Linked DNA regions of Mus musculus: region 1 is linked to region 2. The links are chromatin contacts, called in public ChIA-PET maps. All regions are on one chromosome and are shown on one strand. The core of a region is the stretch at or near the end of the contact, and the rest is flanking DNA. Distances in the headings are between cores, read along the strand shown.

Region 1 (6,066 bases), core at 3,401-5,900, 68 kb after region 2:
CCAGCAGCTATACTCCACTCACTACCAGGGGAGAGACAGCTCTCCTGTGAGGAGCAGTGGGGGCTACCTGTGGGCTTTAATCTTTAATTCATAAAACGAGCAAAAGGAACAGGGACTAACCCAAAAGTTGTTGCCTGTACGTGGGCTCTGTTTCCTAGCTGGACTGCCTTGACTGGCCTCAGTGGGAAAGGAAGCACCTAGCCTCACAGAGACTTGAAGTGCTTGTGTGTGGGGAATACCTACCCAAGCAGAGAAGGGGGTGGGGGATGGGGAGGGAAGGATTAGGGGAGGGGTGACTGGGAGGGGAGCAGTGAGCAGGTTGTAAAGTGAATAAGTAAAGTATTTAATTAAATTAAATTGAAAAACCAGAGTCAAAGGGTATATTACTAACAGAAGCCAGGGACTTGGGGAGGGTGTGTGTGAATGTGTGTGTGTGTGTGTGTGCATGTGTGTAAAACACTATTTTCTTTGAAAGACTAAGTTTATCTATCATTTTATCTATCATCCTTTTTTTTTTCTGTTTTGTATTATGCGTGTCTTATGAAGGATGATGAGAGAACATGACAGTGCCTCGCCTGCCTTCGCCGTCCTTCAGGCCATTAGCAAAGCAACAGCTTAATAAACAAACCGTCTGCCGGCTGAGACTGCTAAGATCCACACTATGTATGATGGAGGAGCAAAGCCTTGGTGTGAATGATGCTTGATGTGGTGTGGAGAGAACACAAGGAGAGGGGCCTCAGCTGGGACAGGCACAGAGACCTGGGCTACTTGTAGATGGCAGAGGTATTATGATGGAAGAACACTGAATGCAGAACATCAGAACATGTCTGAGACAGTGGGATTGTGAGTTGAAGGCCAGCCTGGGGTCAGGGCAAATCTCTGTCTCAGAGATAAAACAAGAAGTCTGTCGTGTCTGCTCACTTTGAAATTTTTTGTGTGACTTGAGGGGTATAACAGGGTCTCTCTTGTAGCACCTCCTCCCTGACATAGTCATTCATGCAGTTACTGGAGCATTTAAATCTCCAGGTATGGTACTGGAATTGTCCCATGGATGCTTAATTTAGTCAGTTTTTGTCACACAAATTCTGTATGTGTGTGTTTGTGTGTGTGTGTGTGTGTGTGTGTGTGTGAGAGAGAGAGAGAGAGAGAGAGAGAGAGAGAGGGAGAGGGAGAGAGAGAAATATGTATTGTATTTGGGTACTTTCAGAGGACAGAGGACAAGTTGTGTCATTCCTCAGACAGCATCTAACTTTTTCTTGAGACAAGGTCTCTATGTGACCTAGAATTCATCAAGGAGCCTAGGCTAAGCAAGCCCCAGGGCTCCATCCATTGTCTCTGACACCCTATCAGCAGGAACCCAAGGTCAGCACCACATCTGCACCACATCTGGCTTCTATACAAGTTCTGGAGAGCGCCACATATATTTTAAAGTTTCGTTGTTAGATACATGTGATTTATTCATTTCTTTAAAAAAATTTACTATTTGTTTGTTTGTTTGTTTGTTTTGAGGAAAAGAAAGAGAATGAAAAAGTTATCCTGTAGCCCAGGCTAGCCTTGAACTCCCGCTAAGAGTACAGTCTTTAGCTCGTCAAAATCTTCCTACCACAACTTCCAGGATTTGAGACACCATGCTTGCCTCTTCTCTCTTTTTCTTTACATCTGATATGTGTGTGTGTGTGTGTGTGTGTGTGTGTGTGTGTGCTTGCACTAGGGACTGAACTTAGGGCTTTGTGTATCAAGTGTATTAAGTGTTCTTACACAGAGCTATATCCCTAGTGAGATTTATTTATTTATTCACCTGCTTACTTTTAATCTTTATATTTGTCCCCAATTTTGAGTGCTATATTAGTCAGGGTTGTCTATAGAGGCAGAATCAATGAATGGGAAGTCCAAGAATCCAGAAGTTGCTTAGGCCATGAGGCTGGCTGTCTCAGCTGGTCTTCAGTAGCCACTAGAATCCCAAAGAGGTAGGCTCTAATGCCAGTGGAGGCATGGACCTGCTAGAAAGACAGAAGCAATCAGACACAGAGCAAAAGCTTCCTTTTCTCATGTCCTCGAGATCTGAATGAAAGGCATGTATGTGTCTTCCTACCTTAGATATCTAGACAAGACGTGGATCCAACCACTTCAAACAAAGCAAAAATATTTCACCGGTGTGCCCTTCATTTCTGAATTGCAGTTCATCCCAGATGTAGTCAAGTTGACAACCAAGAGTAGCCGTCACAGATACAATAAGCCTAAATAAACTACATAGTCTCTTGTTTGTTTGTTACCCAGACAGGGTTTCTCTGTGTAGTCCTGTTCTGGAAATTGCTATATAGAACAGTTGCTGCCAACTCAAGAGATACGCCTGTCTCTGCCTCTCAAGTGCTGGGAATAAAGGCGTGTGTCACCACACCCATTCAAATATTATTTTATAAAGAATAATGAGTTTCTGAGGATCAGCTCACCCTGAAGTCTGGTAGGAACATTTTCCCGCCCAGCATTCTTTGCGAGAGGAAGACTGGCATGTTCTCTGCCATGTGCAGCTGCTGGAGAGACACAAACGTACTGTTTTGTCTCGGTGTTACGTTTAGGATTTATAAGTGCTTCAGTCTTCACACGGAGTGTAAGGAAGAGAGCCACATGTTGAGGGTCATGTGGTAATCCCTGCAGGCAGGGGGTCAGTTACCACAAGCTTGAGGGCAGCGTGACCTCATGGTAAGAGCAAATCATCTCAGGAAGAAGGAAGGATGGGAAGACGGTAGAAGGGGAGGGAGGGAGAGGGAGAAAGAGGAGTAGAAATGAAGAATCGAATCAGCCCGCTTTCAAGTCCACCCTCTTCTCTGGGGCTGGAGTCCTTCACACCTTCTCAGCATTCACTCAGACGAGCGAACAGGCTACACAAGTTCAAACTCCTTTCTGCTGTCACGGTAGACTGAAACTTGTGCGCACCATTTGCTTTTTTTGTACACATTGGTTTTAAGTTGCCGGCCCTGTGGTCTGGAATAGACTATAAATTAGGATTTCGACACAGAGTGAGTCTCCCTCCAAGTTCACAGTGTGCTTTCCCCAGTGCTACTATTGGCAACTATGATAGCGTTCTCTGTGCTGAGAAGCCAGTGACGATAGGCAATGATCAAACCATAGAGCAGCCTTGAGGACCACACTTTTATCCGGGCACTTGCTTGCCAGGTAAGAGAATGGCTCCCTGAAACTCTTCCTGCATTTCTTCAAGTCTGCTTATCACAAGCTGCTTTAACCCTTACATCTGTCAAAATGTCTAGATTTAGTTTCGAGTGCTCATTTGTTTGCTGTTTGAGACAGGGTGTTGTTGTGTCATCCAGGCTATGTTCAAACGCCCGGCCATTGTCCTGTGTAGGCTTCCCAATCTCTGGGATTATAGACATAAACTTCTGGGCACAGCTAGATTATTTTGAAGGGAAAATTTAAGAGCCACAGTCAAAACTGAGGGTATTTTTTTCCTGAGGAGAAAAGTTAATGTTCTATTTTGTTTCAGAATTCTATGTGTGTGGTTTGCATGTGTTTCTATGTTTGTGTGTCTCTGTGTGGTTACGTGTGTGCTTCCATGTGTGATAGTATGTGTGTATGTATGTGTCTGTGTTGGCTGTAGAATAAATGTGACATGAAAATGGAAGAGGGGCCCCCTGGGTGGGAGGGAACGCGTTGGGAAGGGGAGCCAGGGTGATGGGGGGGGGGTGTAGAGGAGAGACGTAATCCACAGTAGTGATGTGTAAGAAAAACCAGAAAAAAATACACTTGGTAATTAAATCAAACAATAAAGTTCCTCAAAAAGAGTGCATCGAGTTACTTTGTATAGATGGAAAAAAATTAATGTATTATTAAATGGAAATCTCAGTTCCAGATGTGGGCTGCCTTGCTATAAGTTATTAGCCAGGAAAGACCTTGCAGAGCCCAAAGTAACACAGGCAACTGTCCAAGCTGCTATTTGCTGACCAGAACTAGACGGTAATACCCCATTGATAAGACACCACATGCCTTGATCATAGGACAGGGAAAGTCAAGCTGGAACTGGACTGGAATTTTCCTCCTTGCTGGTCAGCCCTCAGAATTCCAGAAGGTGCTATGCAGGCTGCCAGGGGAGGATTCTCAGTAAGTCTTACTCAGCTGTGGACGCGTTGTTCAAGGTGAGCCTGCTGGTGCAATGTGTTAGTCAGGTTTGTTATGGGGGTAACCAGCTGTTCTTTGATTGGATTTGGTCCTGGGTCCATAAGAAGAAACTGACTTCTGGTATTATAAACCTAGTTGAAAGCCTGTGGCTTGTGAGGTTATTTGGCCTAGTGAGAGAGTTTTTATATTTTCTAAGTGGACATGATATGCCTCCCAAATTGCCTTCTCTATAACTGTGTTTGTGGCCATAGAGTGCTACTACTATTGGCATTGGTCAGAGAGGTTCTGTTCTGCAGTGATCAGCGGTGACTGGTCAAGGTACACATATAAATGAATGTTGAATGCCCAGCTGTAATGGGGTGTCTCTAACATGCCCTTCACAGTACAGGGAACACTGTTGAAGAGGGGGTGGAAAGAATGGAAAAATCTAGAGAAGAATGTGGGGTGGACTGCAGAGTGCAGACAGCAGCTCCCAAGCACTCTGTAGCTATGACACTCTGGGGCTCACAGGTGTGGCTTCCTGTGTGAGCCCCACACACCGGGAGCTGTCAACACCCTATCACACACAGGAGGCGGAGCATACCTCAGCCACAAAATCAGTTCTCTTATCAACTCTGATTCAGACTACTTTGCTTTGTAGAAGTTGAAATTTGACCACCGATGACCTCAATATGACAATAGCCGCTGATAGTCTTGATTGATTAACTTAATGCATAACGGGGAGTTTTTTAACGCTGACAAGTGAAAGGCTCCTTGCAAACTCAGTGTTCCCTTTGCCAAGTACAACAAAGCATCATGAAAAGAGAGGGGAGGAAAGATGGACGTCTTAAGTTAGAATCACCAAGTTTTTAGCTATCTCCCACTTCCCTTTAAGATAATCCCCAGGGTATTCAGTTCCTAAGAGTTCTTTGCATATGGCACAGGCACAACTAAACGTATGTTGGACAAATTAATTTGGTTAGCCTTCACCAAAACTTGAAGTGGAGGAGTGTGCTTCATTTTGAAGATTTTGTGAAGAAAATCCATCAGAAGGACAGAGGTGTGTTCCACTTTTCATATGCTGCTCCTATACCATCTATTTCTATGACTCAAACGTTTCAAAACAGACATCCATCACTTCCACCTGCGTGCGAGTGTGTGTGTGTGTGTGTGTGTGTGTGTGTGTGTGTGTGTGTGTGTGTGTGTGCCTGTAAGACAAGGTCCTACTGTCATCCAAGGTCTCAAACTGATCCAAAGTCATGACGATCTCCAGCCTCAGTCTTCCAAGTACTGGCATTACAGGCATGGGCTGGCACGTTCAGATAACATGGTACATTTGGAAACTGCTAGCCACAGGCACTCTCCTTTTCCTGAAGCATGTCTCTTTCAGTGGGCCATGCCCAGAGTAGCAGGAAGCAGCCAAGTTGAGTTCTGCATTACTTGCTGTGGTTCAAGTGGTGAACTTGAGAATAAGACCTCCTGCCTCTGCCACAGATTCCGGACTTCCGCCTCAGCAGCTTCCTGCCACTATCTACCCCCTGGGTGATTTCATTTCTTCCACTAGCAAGAACGGAACTGTAATAATAGACTGTGAGCAATGCATGTATTCAAGGAGGTAATGCAACAGAGTTAATGGTGCAACATGTTCTTAGTGGGCAGTGTGTATGTGTGGAGGAAGAATTGTGCTTTTATAGGACAGTTCCCACATTTCCCTTTGCTGTGAGCAAAAGAGCCCTATACTTTGCTTTATTGATGCTTTCACTATGTTGTTCCTTACTGGACCTTTAGTGGGGTTTTTCTCTTGAAATTTAAAGTTTCATCATTTATTGAGCCTTATTATCTAGGGCTCCAAACACAAGAGTGACAAGGATCCTGGAGACACAGACAGGCACACTGTGACACATGCTGTGGGACCCAAGTCCTGCAGCCGGAGATCACACTAGGTGTTGCCTGTTC
Region 2 (6,023 bases), core at 520-3,019:
TTAAAGGAATTCAGGACAGGAACTCAAAACAGGGAAAAGATCCTGAGCTGATTTGGAGGCCATGGAGGAATGCTGCTTACTGGCTTGCTCTCCCTGGCTTGCACAGCCTGCTTTCTTATAGAACTCAGGACTAACAGTCCAGGGATGGCACCACCCATAATGGCTTGAGCCCTCCCCCCATTAATCATTTATTGAGAAAATGCCTTATAGCTGGATCTCATGAAGGCATTTCCTCAACTGAGGCTCCTTCCTCTCTGGTGATTCTAGGTTGTGTCACCTTCACACACAAAACTAGTTGGTACAGAGAGCAGAGTAGCCTGTAAACAGGATGTGGTCTTGTGGGCGCTGTACATCTAAAGTACAGTGAGATTTTCATTATAGGGAGACCTATCAGCCTGATGTTCTTCCTTAGCCCTAAAATTCAGACAGAACTATTAAGCATAGATAAATTTTTTGCCTCAGGCCAGCTTTTTCTTTTTTTTTTTTATTATTTTATTTTTTTTGTTAACAAAAGGGAGGAGATGTAGTCTCCCCTCCCCCAGCCTGAAACCTGCTTGCTCAGGGGTGGAGCTTCCTGCTCAATCGTTCTACCATGCCCACTGCTGGAACCTGCCGCTTTGCTGTTTGGAGCCGTGCATGTGGTCACCCTGCTATTGGACCCCAAGACTAATTGGCGGGAATCGGGCCCCCTTCCCCTGCTTTATAATTGCGTGCGGAACAGTAAAATTGAACTTTGATCAGAATGACTGTCTTAGCTACATTTCTTTATCTCGCCACCTAGCCCCTCTTCTCTTCCAGGTTTCCAAAATGTCTTTCCAGGCTAAAACCCATGTTGTGATCTGCTGGCCGGACACAACATAGTACAAAACTCTAAACTAACTAAAATAAAACCTTAAATTAACATAAAATATACTGCTAGCAGTTTTATCTGGAGTATATTTGAGAGTATAGATCTGGGGGTATATTGAGTTGAGTCAATTACATCATTGAAATCAGTTTTCTGCTGGCAGAGGCAGGCAGATCTCTGTGAATTTGAGGCCAGCCTGGTCTCTGTATCAAGTTCTAGGACAGCAGAGCAACATAATGATACCCTGTCTCAAAAAACAAAACAAAACAAACAAACAAACAAAACCCAGCTAATTATTTTCATTTTCCCTTTTCCTTTATTCAGTGCAGAATCTATAAAATGATTTCTGAGTTTCACATGCTATCCCTATGGGAAGCACACTTCTCGCCAGACTGTGCACTTCTCAGTAGTGAACGTGGGTTCAATTATTTATCTAGACAGCCCCTCAAGGAATATTCATTTGTCCACGGTAAAGACTGAGTTCTGCTTAAATTCATTGACATTTTCTGAACGTTTTCTAAAATCATACTTTGCAATTTTAACAGGCTGCTCCCCCCCCCCCAACCCCACTTCCCCTTCTAAAAGACACAGCCAGAACTCCACAGTAAAACTAAGACATAGTTTTCTCCCTGGGCTGGGAAGGCTGAGAGCATGGGACCTGTGGAGTAGCCTGGCAAACGGGCTCAGCCACTGCTGCCTCAGACTCGACTCAGGCAGGTGTCTGTTTCCAAAACAAGACCTCCGACTGCAGAGTCACAGCAGGACAAGAGGATCTTTGTGGCTTCACATGGGGTCTGTGGAAAAACTCAGAGGTTAAAGTTGAAATGAAACTGATATCCAAAGGGCCTTTGTAGTTACTGCAGGCTCTGCCGCTCTGCTCTGCCTAGCACCTACAAGGGTTTGTGAGTAAGGAAGTAAACTGTGGTTTCCTTACTGATGGAAACTTCCCAGTGTTGGCTTAGATGTATTGAATACAGAGCCAGAGAGAGGGCTGAAGGGTAAAGTGCTTGTCACTTCCACGACAGAGTTTAATCTCTCAGCCCCTCATGGTGAAAGGAGAGAATAGACTCCAGCAAAGTGTCCTCTGACTTCCATATGCACACTACTGTGTGTGTGTGTGTGTGTGTGTGTGTGTGTGTGTGTGTGTATGTGTGTGTACATGCATGGCTTATAAAACAAAATTAGGGGGCTGGAGAGATGCCTCAGCAGTTAAGAGCACTGACTGCTCTTCCAGAGGTCCTGAGTTCAATTCCCAGCAACCGCATGGTGGCTCACAACCATCTGTAATGAGATCTGATGCCCTCTTCTACTGAGTCTGAAGAGAGCAACAGTGTACTCATATACATAAAATAAATAGATAAATCTTTAAAACAAAATTAGATCCTATGGACAGTGCCAAAGACATGAAGCTTTTACAGTAGGAGAAAAAAATGCTTAGCACTTCCTAACACCCCATCTTATGACAGTCTTCCCTTGGTTTAGTGGCTGTCTCATGGCCTATTCAGCCCTTGTTCCAATGACTCCTTCTTGTGTGAGGGACCTTACCACAGAATGTTAGAAGCACCTCTCTGCCACTTACAGTACCTGTGCTTGTAAGCTTTGCTTGTAAGCTTTGCTTCGGAAAGGGTGTGGCTTTAATGGCTCTCTCTCCAGGTTCCTCTCTACTTCTTTCTCATGTCACTGCTTCCTCCAGCCCTGCCTGTTCCTGTTGGCCTCCAAGCTGACGACCTGTCAGAGGGCTCAGCTGAATGTCTTATGGCCAAATTCCTCCCAAAGTATTCTCAGAAGGTTGTAGATCAAATGCATCTCCCCGGATTCCTGTGTTTGGAAATGATCTCCACATTCCCTGATAATTAATGTATTTGGAGATACAGCCTTTGAAAATAGCTATAGCAGCAGTTCTCAACTTTCTACATGCTGCAGTTCCTTAATGCTGCAGTTCCTGGTGTTGTGGTGACCCACCCTCTACCCCTCCCCCCAACCATAACATTGTTTCGTTGCTATTTCATAGTTCTGCTTCTGTTATGAATTATAATGTAAATATCTGATGTGCAGCCCCATGGGTCTCAACCTACAGGTTGAGAATCACTGACCTAGAGCATCCAAGGATGCTACCAAGTATCACCAGCAAGTCTGACTGTGCACAGCAACCTAACAGACGTGGTGTTAGAGGCTCAGAAGCAGTTAACTGGTGCAGCATATGCATACATACCCACACGGGATCTATGGGACTACAGACAAGCAGGATTTGAAGTGGCCTACTTTTACCAGTTGGTATGTAAGGTTTGAGACACATTCAAAGCAGTTAATCAGATTAGCAAATAGTCACCTGACAACTTAGCCCTGTGGGAAAGAAAGAAAAGAAGTTCAGTTGGAGAAAAGGGTTATCAGAACTGAAAAAAAAAAAAAAAAAAAAAAACAAAACAAAAAAACCCAAGCCAAACCAAAGCTGGGTTTCAGTTGATCAGGGAGGGGCAGAGACACAGAGGTGAACCACAGGAACCAAAGAAAGACTATTTGGTGGCTTTCAAAGGTGTGGTCCCTTCCCCAGGAAGTATCACAGAAATTCAGTTCCAAACTCTGACCCCACCTACTGAACTGGAAGTTCTAGCTATGGGCCCAGCCCCAATTCCACATGCTTCCTCTGTTAGTCCGATGAAGGCTCAGTTGTTTCATTTTCTCTGAATGGCTGGATCTTCAAAGAAGGCCTGCATTTGAGAACCAGTGACTTGGGAGACACTGAGGGCGTTAAAGGTAGTATAAGTTGGAGAAAGTCTGTTACAGGCACTGTCCATAGGACCAGAGCCACAGGGATCCTGCTCCTTGCCCCTGTCCATGTATGGTAGTGACCATCAGTCTTATAAGCCGTGTATGAGGAGACAAGACCAGGCTCATTTCAGTGGTAGCCCCTATAGAACTTGCCTCCCCTGAAAGTCCATATTTCTAAGGCCATGCTCCCTGTGTCCCCTGGGATTTTCCAATGGAACTGTCCTAAGACAGCTTCCAAGGCTCATCCAATCGTGCTGACCATGATGCTATCTTGGAGTAGGGCTGACCATGCTGACCATGATGCTATCTTGGAGTAGGGCTGGACTCCTGGCAATAGGGTGGAGTATTTGTCTATTTAGGGTCTCTATTGGTACTCTTGGCTCTGTCTCCAATATCAGAGGCAAATTAAGGTCCTCGTTCCAATAGCTCCTAATATGCTGAGGAAGAAGTACATTGTTTCTCTTAGATGTCTACCAGTCTTTGCGTTGGGCTAAGGGGCTCGTGTACGTCATCTCAATACTCTGAGGCAGGAGGATGTGAATTAGAGGCTAGTCTAGATTACCTATCAAGACCCTGTCTGAAGAATAGCATCTATAGAAATTGACATTGGTATGCAGTATAAAGAACAGTTAGTATTTTCCTCTTGGCCTACTTGTGTGTTTTAACCTGGATTGATTATTTTAGTCAGAAATCTTAAGATATGAATGACTGTGTAGGCACTATGGAAGACTGTGGTGGAACAAGATCTGAAACCCACGTTAAGTAGAAGACTATGTCAGTGACCTTGTATTTTAGGATGACCTCAACCTCCAAACAAACAAGCTAAAAATATTTGTACAACACCGTCGCTCTGGAAAATACTAAATAAGTCTGTTGAGAATGTCCTCATTTCCAGGCAGATGGAGAAGAGCAGCTAGCTAGGAACACTATGGATTCTAAGAGCTGATAAATGATGAAAGCGTATTCAAACCCAGTATTAGCTCCCTGCAGATGATGGGAAACAGTACCTTGCCCGGTCTAGAAATTCATTTTAAAAACATTTCAAAGTCTGAGCTAATATAATTGTCTATAATTTAATGAAATAAAAGAAAGTGGAACACAATTATGTTAACCAGTACCAGAACATACTCAATAGCCTTCAAGGTGACTAGACCTAGGGAGTTAAAACGTGCATAATTTCCATCTGAGCACTAATGATTCCAGTTAAAAGGTGTCTCGTTTCAAATAAGAAAATCCATTATTTTCATCTCCACTGGCAAGGGATTGTTATTATGTTATAATTATTCCTTATATCGGCTACATAGCTCAGTCAGAGTTGCTGTAGAGTAGAGGGAAAAACTGTAGCAAGTAGTCTGGCAGAATGGGCACTTCAGCACCTAATGCTCAGCGGGGCAAGGCACCCACGCAGGAGGTGTGACTGCTTGTTGACATGTAGGGTGGGGCGCACACATACACGTACAGTATGAGTTTCACAGGAATTCACCTCTCAGCATCGGAACTATTTTCCTAAAATCTACTCAATGGTTTTGTAAGGGGGTGGCGAGCATTCGAAACAATAATTAATACTATTTGTAGATTTCAAAGATGTTTTAAGAGTCTATTTTTCAAGTTACGAGTGATGGCTTATCCTTACAAACACAACGTCCTAGCATTCAGGTGGCTGAGACAAAGGGATGATGTATTTCAGGTTAACCCGGAAAGAGATCCTGTCTCAAATAAAATTTCACACTAAGCTTGATGGGCCAGGCCTGTCATCTCAGCACTGGGAGGGAAAGGCAAGAGGGTCAGAAATCCAAGGTCTTCTGCTGCTGTACATCTGGTTTAACACCTGTTTGTGATACCACAGTCCCTGGAGCAGAGGACGGGGGAGATCTTGTTTGTTTGTGTGCTAAAGAACATGTTTTCCTGGGTATCGTCCCGTAGGAAATATTTGTGAAACTCACACAAGACTAAGAGCATTTGACTGCGGAGGATTTTGACCAATGTGGAAAGAAAAACACCGGCAGGGGCTAGTGAGATGTCTTGGGGAGTAAGAGCGCACGATGCTCTTCCAGAGGACCCAGGTTCTATTCCCAGCTCCCAAAGAGCAGTTCACAACCATCACACCATGAGGATTTGATGTCTTCTCCCGGCCTCTGACAGGCACCAGGCACGCATGTGGCACACAGACATGCATAGAGGCAAAACACTCATACACATAAAATGAATTTTAAACAATCTTAAGAAAGAAAAACATTAGCAGAAAGTTTACAAATTTACTAACCATATTCAAGTTCTGATCTGCTACAGCATGGCTGGACCCATCCAGAAAAGCCTGAGCTTTATAGTCTGTGGAGTGAGAGCCATGTGAACATCAGGCTGCACATGTGTCTAAGACATTCTGCAGACCATACTGGGTTATTATATT

The links. ChIA-PET counts read pairs in DNA pulled down with a chosen protein or histone mark.
Region 1: a contact with region 2 is called in an RNA polymerase II ChIA-PET map of memory CD8 T cells, with 2.1 times the contacts expected there. The contact joins two enhancer-like sites. A contact is called at or near these places in 1 of 15 datasets of contacts at CTCF or cohesin (CD8 T cells), 28 of 484 Hi-C or Micro-C datasets (B cells, CD4 T cells, CD8 T cells and 17 more), 12 of 115 datasets of contacts at active chromatin or transcription factors (CD8 T cells, embryonic stem cells, memory CD8 T cells and 3 more) and 2 of 9 other capture datasets (adipose tissue and liver).

What each region holds. Positions count from the first base shown.
Region 1 is chr10:21,970,886-21,976,951 of GRCm38.p6, forward strand. All of the region lies in intron 3 of Sgk1 (serum/glucocorticoid regulated kinase 1), which reads left to right. Among named protein-coding and RNA genes, the nearest start is that of Gm34267, 85 kb to the right of the region's middle. Within about 2 kb of position 4,651, at least 27 of the 459 cell types and tissues checked have an H3K27ac peak or open chromatin away from gene starts, as enhancers often do. A contact at or near this core is called in B cells, CD8 T cells, CD8 central memory T cells and 6 more, where this site is marked.
Region 2 is chr10:21,905,507-21,911,529 of GRCm38.p6, forward strand. All of the region lies in intron 1 of Sgk1 (serum/glucocorticoid regulated kinase 1), which reads left to right. Among named protein-coding and RNA genes, the nearest start is that of Gm46215, 26 kb to the left of the region's middle. Within about 2 kb of position 1,770, at least 95 of the 459 cell types and tissues checked have an H3K27ac peak or open chromatin away from gene starts, as enhancers often do. A contact at or near this core is called in B cells, CD8 T cells, CD8 central memory T cells and 6 more, where this site is marked.